Regions from separate parts of the Mus musculus genome. Here regions 2 and 3 are each linked to region 1. A link is a contact called in public Micro-C data. All regions are on one chromosome and are shown on one strand. Each heading gives the region's core, a stretch centred on a gene start, on an enhancer-like site or on the middle of the called end of the contact. The rest is flanking DNA. Distances are from core to core; before and after follow the strand shown. Region 1 overlaps Pebp4 (phosphatidylethanolamine binding protein 4). Region 2 holds the start of Phyhip (phytanoyl-CoA hydroxylase interacting protein). Region 3 holds the start of Slc39a14 (solute carrier family 39 (zinc transporter), member 14).

The links. A called contact is a pair of places that touch in the nucleus more often than the background predicts.
Region 2: a contact with region 1 is called in a Micro-C map of embryonic stem cells, with 2.0 times the contacts expected there. The contact joins the promoter of Phyhip here to the enhancer-like site in region 1. A contact is called at or near these places in 1 of 39 promoter capture datasets (the C10 cell line), 1 of 484 Hi-C or Micro-C datasets (embryonic stem cells) and 2 of 9 other capture datasets (adipose tissue and liver).
Region 3: a contact with region 1 is called in a Micro-C map of embryonic stem cells, with 2.1 times the contacts expected there. The contact joins the promoter of Slc39a14 here to the enhancer-like site in region 1. A contact is called at or near these places in 1 of 39 promoter capture datasets (cranial neural crest) and 2 of 484 Hi-C or Micro-C datasets (CD4 T cells and embryonic stem cells).

Annotation. Positions count from the first base shown.
Region 1 is chr14:69,987,833-69,991,566 of GRCm38.p6, reverse strand. All of the region lies in intron 4 of Pebp4 (phosphatidylethanolamine binding protein 4), which reads right to left. All of the region lies in intron 1 of Gm41198 (a long non-coding RNA gene), which reads left to right. Among named protein-coding and RNA genes, the nearest start is that of Gm41198, 5.6 kb to the left of the region's middle. Within about 2 kb of position 1,991, at least 10 of the 459 cell types and tissues checked have an H3K27ac peak or open chromatin away from gene starts, as enhancers often do. A contact at or near this core is called in embryonic stem cells, where this site is marked.
Region 2 is chr14:70,455,342-70,459,075 of GRCm38.p6, reverse strand. It overlaps Phyhip (phytanoyl-CoA hydroxylase interacting protein), which reads right to left and starts at 1,559. Exons shown (of 5, transcript NM_145981.3): 1 at 1,273-1,559.
Region 3 is chr14:70,349,401-70,353,134 of GRCm38.p6, reverse strand. It overlaps Slc39a14 (solute carrier family 39 (zinc transporter), member 14), which reads left to right and starts at 1,711. Exons shown (of 10, transcript NM_144808.4): 1 at 1,711-1,855.

The DNA of each region.
Region 1 (3,734 bases), core at 742-3,241:
GTTTCGGAGCATAAAGCCCAGGCAGGGCCTGGCCTCAGGTAACCTCACCTAGGAAGTGTCTCTTTCCACTTTCTTTTTAACGTGGTGGGAGTGTGTGAGCCAAGGTCGGATTTAGGGCTGCTCTTGTTCCTTAAGGCCAGGGTGCGCAGGGGAGAGGGCGGGGCGGGGGGGGGTGTGGAATGGCAGGGAGCCACTGGCTTTCAGTGGTCTCTAATCAAGGATATCAGTTCTTAAAGAAGAGGACCAGGAATTCCTTGTCCCTACGAGACAACTTTGGGAATCTGGCCAGGGCCTTCCCTGTCCTGTCCAAAGCTGGGCTCAAAGCTGAGGTCTTATCAGAATTCCAGACTGAAGAAGATAGCTCCGGGGGAAGGGCAAAGGGGTGGGATATTTTGGAACTTGTCTGCCTGGCCACAGAAACTGTTCTTTAGGGGAGGAAAACTGAGAAGGACGCCAAGTGGCAGAGGCAAGATGACCAGAAAGTACAGCTGACTCTAATGGCCCGGACTCTGTCCCTTGGTAGAAGATGAATGAACCTAGAAACCCAGTGCCCTCCATGAAAATAAAGACACTAGGTAGGAGGCAGTGTCCTGGGAGTTTGGCATAGAGGATGTTATCTATCAGTGAGTGCTAACAGAGGAGAAGACGATGGAGAGTAGAGAACGGAGAGTTCTCCGTTGGGGTTTCTGGGTGCCTGGAAATGGAGTCTGGTAGCAAGGGTTGTACCCGAAAGAGGGCAGGCACTGGAGTCAAGAGAAGCTGGGTTTAAATCTCCGCCCCAGTTCTTACCAGCTACAGGACTCTGGCTAAAGGAAGTGACTTCTCCGAACCACCCTTTCCCTGTGTTCAAATGGAGCTTATGCTGGTCTTGTAGTGTGATGTGAGAAGGAAATGACTCTAAAGGATAGGCGTTTAGGACATGTACAGTACAGAGTAGAAATGAAACCTGCCCTGCCCCCTCCCCCATCATTAGTCTTTCTTTGAGAAGCAAAGAAGCAAGAGAAGCGCTAAGCCTTCCTTTCCGTAGGGTTCTGGATTAGCGCTACCAGGATGGGAGCCCCACCCCCACCCCGGACCCCGCCCCAAGACATTGTTGTATCCTGTGCATGTTTCCCCTGGAGAGAAGTTGGGGTGTACAAAGGGAAAAAGGAGTCCTCTTGGATTGGATCCTGATGTTTGGGAGCGAAATCTTCACTAGGGGTCCCCTCTGAGAACACCCCCAAGCTGCCTCTCTTGGAGGCTGATGAGATTCACATTTGGGGTAAAGGGATGGTACTTCAGGGGAATGGTAAAAGATAGAAGAGCTGAGAGCTGAAGGCCTGCCCTAGACATGGAAGTCAGGCTGGCAAGTAGTTTACACTGGAGAGGTGGGCAGAAGACAAGAATTAGAGCGGGTCTTAAATTTCCAAATGGCCTTTGCTAATGGATGCTATTGTTCACGCCTGGGGAATTGATTGAAGCAGAGGAAGCAGGTGAGGGCAGCGGGCTCTCTGACAGAGAAGCTTGGTTTCTGCGTACCCTCTCATTGAAGTCAGAAACAATTCTTGATCTAGATTCGAGTTGGTTGGCGATGGCAGAGAGAAGAGGATTTAGTAGGTCAGGATAGCATTGGCTCCACGGTCCTCATGAACACGCAGGGGTTAAGTTCTCCAAGTGCTTGAGCCTGGGTGGGAAGTCAAGAGCTCTGAGGGTGTTTAGGCTGGGGGCCTGTGGACACTCTGTGAGGTGCCTGACTCCCTACAGGGAACAGATCCCAGGACCGCCATAGAAGATGAGATGTTTATATTCAACCTTAAGGGATGCTCTAGGCAGGTGAGTGGGGGAGGTGTGGCCTGAGTCAGGCAAAACCCAACTAATATTCTACCTCACACACCGTGGATGCCCTTGAAGGGCGTTCAGGGAGAAATAGGTCACAGGCCTAGCCAGGAAACCCTGGAGCGAAGTAAGGGGGTGTGGCTGAAGCCTTTGGGGGTGGAGCCACTTCCAATGGGATGCACTGTGGGGAGGGCATGCTGGGAAAACCAAGAGATGGCAGTGGGAGGTACCCGGGAAGGATAATGAAGGAGGCCAGGGGAGGAAGGAGGAAAGCCCTGGCATGGACACGGCTTTTCAACCGGAAGCATCTCCTCAAGATCCTGGAGATGTCCCTGGGATAAGAACCCACTGAGAGGGATTCTTATTACTGGTGTGTGTGTGTGTGTGTGTGTGTGTGTGTGTGTGTGTGCGCGTGCGTGTGAAGAGTGGTGAAAGAGACCTTTGCAGGCCAGTAGGTCTCAGAGTTAGCAGGGTATGAAAGGAAGAGGAAGATTCCAGAATCCCGAGTTGCATCTGAGGTGGGCAGGCTGGGCAGTTGGGGAGCACAAACAGGTTCTGCAGCTTCTTAGCCATGTTACATCTCACATGCTTGTGAGGAGCGACCAGGACAATTACTTGACCCTATCTCCACCTGGTCTCAGTTTACCCATGTGTAGAATGTGTGTGTGGGTGGGGGTGGGGGGTTAGACCCATTGTCTTGCTTTATTTCCCTTCAGCCCCCAAATACTGTTGGCAGAATTCTAAATAGGTAGAAATTCTAAATACTAGAGAGTATTTTGGTGGCGTGTACCATCAAGCCTTTGAACCCACGGAGATTCTGAACGCGGAGGCTCATCCCAGGAAAGTTATCACAGAGGTGAATGAAGAGTTAGCTTATTGGCTCACGTGTTCGTTGTAGCCTTGGTGATAATTATATATATTTGAGGGAAAAAAGAGACACAGCCTAATGTCCAACAGTAAGGGATTGGCTGAGGAAATTATAGTACACCCATATGGTAAACTACTTCTGCAGTAAAAAAATCATGGTTCGGAAGATTATGTGTTGACATAGGAAAATGTTAATGATATATTGCTAAGTAAAAAAGCCGGCTACATTACAGAACGTACAGTATGATACATTCATTTTCAAAATTTTTGATTAGGACACAGACCAAATCTTTAATTAATGTCATTTTTTTCCCTTCTTCTCTTGGCAAGCAAGAGGAGTATTATCTGGAATAATGTAACCAAAAAAAAAAAAAAAAAAAAAAGAAAGAAACAGAGAGACAGAGTCCCACACTGAGTGTGTCACGTGGATTCTGAAAATCTCTGGGGTGGGGAATAGGCGGTTGGCAAGTCAAAAGCGTGGAGAAGCTGAAAAACGGTGGGACTTCAAAAGTCGGAAGCCACCCTGAGTCCAGGGGACTCCAACCTTTCATTCTGCAAACTGTGTTAGGCTTGCCTGGATCTTCAGGGCAGCTCGTTAGAATGAAGGCAGATGCCATGCCAAGTACAGTCTCTCAACTTCCAGTTTATGCCAATACATTGCCCCCCCCCAAGCCTGTGCTGATATTTATGGAGGACCCTGTGTGTCAGCTTCCTGAAATGTGACTGTGCTTCCTTCATCCCTACCAATGGACTGTGCAGGTCAGAAGGTGGAAGGCTGGCTCCTGAGACCATAGCACAGTTTTGGGGCGGCTTCTCTAGAAATATTGGGTTCTCTGGAGCTGATCTGACACCCCAAGGAGAAACCAGTATCTGGGTGCTCTTGGGCTTGGCATCTCAGGTTTCCCAAAGATCATGCCTTTAGTTTGCCAGGCACTTGTTTGAAGTGATTCTCCTTCCTTAAAATGGGTTTCCTCGCCTGTCCCCAGCTGGCTAAACTTCCCAACTCAAGGATCCAACACACCATCTCTGCTGAGCTTAGCTTCGAGACAAGG
Region 2 (3,734 bases), core at 310-2,809, 470 kb before region 1:
CTTCTCTACACCCAGATGCCTAGGGAAGGGCAGCCGGTGAGGGACAGGTTGAGGCAGCACCCTAGGAACACCCACATTGCCATGTGAATCCACCCTAAGCAAGCATGTACATACCCCCACGCAGGCAGGCATGCACACATACACATGCGCAAGGGGTGCCCACATACCTCAGCATATGCCTTCGTAGACATCCTCATTCCTCCACACTCACCTACGCATAGATGTGCCCCCCCTCCACCTTGCACATTCTAAGAATGCCCCAGTATTTCCCCTTCGAGAGCTGTCGCCTTCATGCCAACCTGCCCGTGCTCACATCTATACATACCCACATGCATGTGTCCCTCATTGTCACAAGCCATATTTGAGGAAACGAGGAAGCCACGGGCACCAACACATATGCATGCCACTTCCCACAAGAGGACAGGCAACCCACATGGCTGCCTGTGCACACATGTATATCTGAGCGCCCGTCAATCCTTGCCTGGATTCTGGCATTGCCTTTTGTAGGTTCCAAGACACAGACTTTGAAAACATGTTTGCTCCTTGGCCACACTGGGTCAGCCTGATTCTTCACAGGCCAACAGGTTTGCACACCTACTCAAGTCTACCCACAGCCAGAGGTCTGTGCCACACTTCCCACCTACCCACCTCCTACTGCTTCAAAGTTGCCCCTCCCCACATAGAAACAGCCTGGTTGCTACAGTACTCCCTCAACATGTACTCCCACCCACATGACAAGTGACATGTCCACCCCCTAAAAATACTGGCTCTTGGGGCCCCTGCCACATATACCCACAGGCTACTCGGATAAATGCTGCCCCCGCACACATGTACCTCACGCGGAAAAATGTTCTGAAACATGCTACAAGCCGGTCAGAAACCCTAAAGGAATCTAACTGCGTAGAGACAGACCTATCTACGCAAGCTAGCCTCCAGCCTCCTCCCAACCATGCAGACACGTTGTACACACCGGGCCCCCTTCCCCAAGCCCATTTCAAAAAGCTACTGGCATGCCAGAGGGAAGGCTCCCCCACCCGGCTGAACCTTTTGGCTTTGCCGACTGCGCAGAATGGTCACGGGGTAACTAACTGTGTCGCCCCGGAGACCAGATCCAGCTGTTAAGCTCTTTGCCAAGGACTTAGGGGAAAGGGGACAAGGTCGCCAGGCCTGGCAACCCAGGTGGACAGCCAGGACAGTGGCGAGACCCTGGTGGCCGCAGCTCTTAACCTCCCAGAATAGGCAGGATGGTTTGGGGGGGAGAAGCGCACTTACCTGGCTTCAGCCGGCCCTGCAGAGGGATACTTGGAAGAGAAGGAAGGGAGAGACTCTGTGTAGATAGATGATGATCTCTCCAGGCAGGGGACAGCAGCCTGACGCCTGGGGTCACAGGCAGCGGGGCTCGCTCGCTCCTCTCTGGGCTACTGGGAAGTCGGCTTCCATGCCCCACAGGCAGCGCCTGTCTGGCTCTGCAGCTATAGCTACTGCTCCCGGCAAGAAAACGGCGGCGTTGCTGGGAACCCAGCGAGTAAGCGCGCAAGAAGAGAGGCAAGAGCGAAATCAAAGCAGCGTGGAGGAGAGAGAGGCAGAGAAATCGAGAAGGAACAGGAGAGCCAGACCGAATCTGGCTCCACCAATGGGATCAGTGGCTGCTCAGCGTCAGGTGATAACAAGCAAGCTTGGTCCCTGCTCGCCCAGGCTTGTGGGAGGGGGAAAGGGCAGAGGGTCCCCTGGGAGCTATACAGATGTCCTTGGAGGCAGCAGCTGTAGCTTCTGCCACCTTTCCCCCATTCTTCCAGGGCAAGATGCCTCCTGAAGTCCGTTCAACACACCTCCTACTTGGAATTCAGCCCCCAAACTTTAAGGTGCTCAGAGAGGGGTGGAGCTTAACCCACGGGCTCAGGAGGCTGGGTAAGGGAAGGGTCTCAAAAGAAGTGTCAGAGCTGGGGTTGGTGGGACCTTATCCTCAGTCTAGGTGTCTCCTGGGAGACCTTCACTGATGCACCGCACAATTTTCTTACCAACTCTTATCAAGAGAAACCAGCCCAGCAGCTTTAGAGACTCTGGAGTGTCCAAGGAGAATCTTCTAGCAGCTTAAGAGTCCCTAAGTAAAGGAGTGGGAGAGAGGCGTTGTAAAATAGGGAGGGATGCACAGAGGCAAGAATGTGGAGGGTGGAAGGATACACAGAGCTTTGAGTGTTCTCATCCCAACCACCCTCCAGGCTCAGGCCAGCAAAGCCCTGAGATTGCAGTCAGAAAGGACCATCAGCCGGAGGCTTGTCTACAACCTAGAACTGAGGGCGGTTGGAGTCCCCTCCCCCCCCCCCCCAAAAAAAAAAAAAACTCAAGGGAATTTGATGGAAGCAACAGTGACCAAGAGACAATACAATGATAAAAAGGACAGTTTTTGTAATCTGATGGAGATAGGAACAATTTCATCTCTATAGTTTTCCAGCTAGGTGACCTCGGTCAGCGACTGTCTCATTTGTGAAGTGGGCTGATAATACAAGTTTATTGTTATCGTGGAATGAGATCATTATGTAAATCACTTAGCTCTGGGCTTGGCACCTGAGAAATGTCAGGCAAGTAGTAAGAGTTGCTATCTTTCTCATGGTGACAGTCTCTGCCCCTGCAAAGAGTCTGCAGACTTCTAAGGAGTAGGAGAGACATTTGGAGGATACACGGAAGAAAATAAGGAGCCTCTGGTTGACCCCTCTGTACCTACTGATACAACCAAGGACCACAAATATGTTTTAGGGGCTGGGGAGATGGCTCAGAAGAACACTTGCAAAGAACTCAAGTTCTAGTCCCAGCTCAGAACCATCTTTAACTCCAGCTCAAGGGCATCCCATTGTCCCTTTCTGGTCCCTGCTGACACTGTACCCATGTGGTGCTGTTGTATAACAGTTTCCTCCAGGATTGAAACATTCCATCCTGCAGGGAAGCTCCTTAAGCAGGAAGGTAACCAACTCAAAATAGATTCAGGAAGTCCCTGAAACTGACCAGAATCACTGCGCCCCCTTGACCAGAATCACTCTCTCTACCAGAGTAAGCAATAATAGCCTGAGACTCCCTCTCAGAGGAGCAAGGCTGAGCTGCAAAGAAGACTCTCTGACAAACCAAGAAGACTCTGAAACCAAATCAGTTCCCTGGGAAAAACAAAAAATAGAAACTAGCTGGACAGCTGGGAAGAGGTTTAGACCATCTGAGAAACGTGGAAAAGATACCCTCTAACCTGCTGGGCAGCCTGCAGGCTGTGCAGTGTGCTCCAGGTTCCTGGCTTTGAGAGCTGTCACCCATGTTGGGGGTGGGCTTTCTGTTGGGGTGGGCTTTGGAGATGCAGCAGTCTTTGAGTCTTTTCTGCTCCATTAAGTAAGCCCTCACCCATAATCCTGTAAGTAACCCCAATAAAACCCATTGCTTTACCAAGTTGGGCTTTGGAGGTTTCTGTACCTTGGTCTATCATGGGCTCCCTATCTAGGGTAAGAAAATGTGTGTGTTCTCTCTCTCTCCAGGAAAAGTTTTGTCACACAACATGTGCATTGACATACATGCAGGCAAAACACCCATACACACACACAATAAAATAAAATTTAGAACTTTTTCGTCTGATGGACAGTGGTAGCACACATTTGTGATCCCAGCACTTGGGAGGTAGAGGCAGCCAAGTCACTGAGTTTGAGTCTAGCCTGGTATATAGAGCAAGTTCTAGGACAGCCAGGGATACCCAGAGCAAC
Region 3 (3,734 bases), core at 462-2,961, 360 kb before region 1:
CGACCTTTCCTGACAGTCCATTCCGCTTTGGAGTCTTAAGTGGGTGACATAATGTCTGAAAAACACTGTAACTTTAACCAAGGCAAATATTCAGCATTATTATAGAGTTGCAGGGGCCCGGGAGGCAATTCTGCAAGAGCTATCATTACCTCAAAATTACTCAGAAAGTAAATGAGAGGACCATCACAGGGTCTCCCTCTTACTCATTGGAGTACTGTAATTACAGAGTAAAGATAATTGAATTTCAGAAAAACAGAGTGGCCAGAAGAGTCTGAGTGGCCTCAGTAGTTTTATATCTTTTAAACTTAAGACCTTGCATACACTAGGCAAAGCATTCACTATTAATTTACAGAAAGGGTCTCAGGTAGTTCAGGCATGGTCTCAAATTCATTAAGGGGCCCAAGGCTGACTTTGAACTTGTGATACTTGTCCCCACTTCTCCAGTGCTGAATTACAGGTGAGCATTACCAGAACCGGTTGCTGGCCTCGAACTCATGGCTTTGGTGCGGTCTAAGCATACACTGAACCAAAAATCCCCCTTTTACCTTTTGAGAAAGGAGCTCACTAAATTGCCCCAGCTGGCCTTGAACTTGAGATCCTTCTGGCTCTAGAGTAGCTGAGATTATAGGTGTGCACCACCAGGATTGGCTATTACCTCACCAACCCCCAGCCCCACACTCTGGTGCTCTAGCCAGCCCGCAAGAGCAAGCTGCCATTGAGCTGAGTTCTTCCTGCCACCTGTTCTAGGGACATGGAGTTCTACTCCTATCACTTCCTTTTTGAGGGAACTTTCCCCAGCACTTAGATGCCATCTCTCTATTGAACAAATCTAGAGATACCACAGCCAGCTGGACACACTCCCTGTGCTAGAACAGAAACCCCCGCCATTCACTGGTTCCAGTGCCACTTGAGGTTCTTCCATGGGGCCCTCCCTGCCCCAGGTGACAGTTGGTTAAGCGATAGAGGAAATAATCCTAATATCCAGCTGAATAGAACAATAAGAGTTTAGTGGGTGGTTTATTTTTCTCAAGAAATTTGCATATACAAGGCTCAGTATCCAACACAATAGGCCCTTCCTACAGCGGAAGAGACTCCCTCCCAGGACAAACAAAACCTAAGGCTTGACCTCGCTCCTTAGGAATCTGATTAACTGTGAGAAAGAGGTGCGAAACTCTGAAAAAAAATGAATATGATCTTTTATTTGGATCGTTACAAGTTATTTTAATTCTTTTGGTTGGCTGGGGTAGGCAAAAAAAAAAAAAAAAAAAGCAGTTTATGAAGCGCTCCATCCTGCTTACAGAATATTTTAGAATTGGAGAAAACAGAAAAGTCTCTTAGATTCATCAACAGTGTTAAAACCACAAATGTCTACCAAGAGAGGGGCACTCTCCCTCAGGAGCGACAGGATGGAAGGTCACGCTGTGAGTTTCCCACAAAAGGGGCTAGGAAGGACAGATGGGAGGTTTCCAGAGAATAGCGGAGCCTGCAGGGCCTCCGTGAGTCAAGGATGGAATTCATCAAGGAAGGGTGGATGAAGCTAGAGAGAGCTAGGATGCGAGCCGGGGATGCACAACGCTGGAGGACCAGGTTGGCCAGGGTAACGACGCTGTTAGCTGGCGGTCCCACGTGGCAGGCCCGGGGGAGCGGGGCGGGGCAGCAGGCGGGGGCGGGCCCAGCGGTGACGCGCAGGGTATATGGCCGGGCATGCGCATGCGGCGGGGGCCGGACGTAGAGAGGGGGCGCGTGGCTGTTGGCGGGGACGCACCCACTCAGTAGCTGTGTCGCCCGCTGCCTTGGGGGGGGGGCCCTGGATAGTGAGGCTGCGTGGGCCCGACTGCCGGCTGGAGGACTTCAGGTGAGGACGGACCGGGCGCAGGCAGGATGGGAAGTCGGGCGCCTCCGGGTTAGGGGGGACACCGGGTGGGGGTTGGAGACACCGGCACGCCGAGGACCCAGAGTCTTTTCGGGAGGCCGCGCACTCCCTGAGCCCAGTCCTGGTAGCACCTGATTGCCGTGCCACGGTGGCGAGGAGAAGGAGGTCACTGCGCTGTCCCTTCAGCTGCAGGGCCCGGGATGTGTGAACCAGAGAAGGACGCCGGGGAGGTCGATAGCTGCTCAGAAAGGCTGAGATGAGCTTTCTAGAGCCCCAGGACACAGAGCGCAGAGGAAGCGGAGTAGATGGGTAGATCAGATGCTCTGCGGTGGCGGCTGCTCGGGGGCTCTGGTGTCTGGATCTTGCATCCCAGGAACCTATGTGTCCTTCTCCCTGCCCCACGCCAGACCACCCTCCGGCTGGAGAGTGATGCCCGATTCTTCTGGTTGGCTTGGGCAGGAGTGGATAACCGCAAGGGTGGCACCGCGCTGAATTCTCCCCTGACTAACGGCAGCGATGCCTCTTGGGCTCACTTAGGTTGGGACTGACCAAATTAGGTGGTCTGGTTACCGGCTGCTCCCTCTTAGAGTTTTAAAGCTATAGCTAAAGTAGCCATCAGACTCACCTTGTGATCCTGAGGTAGATTCTAAGCCGGAAAATTGCCTCTCTGGGTTGTGGGTTCAGCTTTAAGAATCTTCTGTCACCCCGGGGCCTAGATTCTAAGCTGATCTGTAGTCTAAATAGTTACATGGCTTGTGCGTTCAAGAGAACTCTCAGTTTGGTTTGGTGAGGGGTGGAGTGCTTTCCTGTGGCCTAAATGGAAGGATAGAGGCAGGAGCACTTTGGCAGGCCCCTCTTCGTGAAGTAACCTGGCTTTGGAATTGTAGCATTAGCTCTTTTTAGCCCCTGGTCATTGGGATAGATATATTTGCTGGAGGTGCTGATTTTAGGGGACGATAGAAACTGGCTCCGGAGTGACTATCTGGTCACTATTCTGGTTCAGGTTAGTACTGAGACCAGCCTGAATTGTCTATCCAAAAGATGTACAATTCCGTACTCCTTACCTATTAAAACAAATCTTCAACACTGAGGGGTTCCAACGTGCCTCCTTGGCCAAACAGCCAGAAACATGTCCAGAATCACAACTTCTGACAACTAGAATTAAAAGCCATCTAGTCCCCTTTCTATTGGTGACTTAGTTGAGCTCTTTGCTAGTGGTTCAAAGTCAGGAGGCCGTGTATGGGTCCTCTTTGTGTGACTGTTTTATCATTGTGACTAGAGACACTGAACTGACCCAGGATATGGGTTCTTCCAGAAGGACCCTGGCAGAACACTTCTTGCTGCTACACCTGGCATTCTGTGGTTCACCTGGACAGTGCAGAGGCAGAAACAGGGATTAAAGAACCCAGAAGCTGGCTAAGCAACCAACCGACTTGAGAAGTGGCAGAGCCTATGTAACTGGCCTTGCATGTAGACAAGAGGAGAGTTAGAGGCTCCTGGAGATCTATCCCGAGCTCTTTTCCAAACCCAGGGTTGATGCAAAAGGCCCAGGTCCCACGTACAGTGTTTGGTTTGTGCCCCTCAATGGCCACTGTGGTGGGTGCAGGCAGAAGGCTTACTCTGCCTTTCAGGCAGACAGTGGCAAGTGGGGAATTAAGTAGCAACACAAGAGTCTCCTTGCTGGTTGGAGTAGTTTAGAGAAGGGAGCTTGTTTGAGGTAAGGCACAGTGGCAGAGTACTCAGGGCTTTGGAGCTAGATGTCCAAACCCCAGCCCCATCACACTCCAATAGCCAGTCTGTTCTCACTGACTGGTGGAACGTTGTGGTCATGTCTGGAATGTGGCTGACGCCTCAGTAGTGC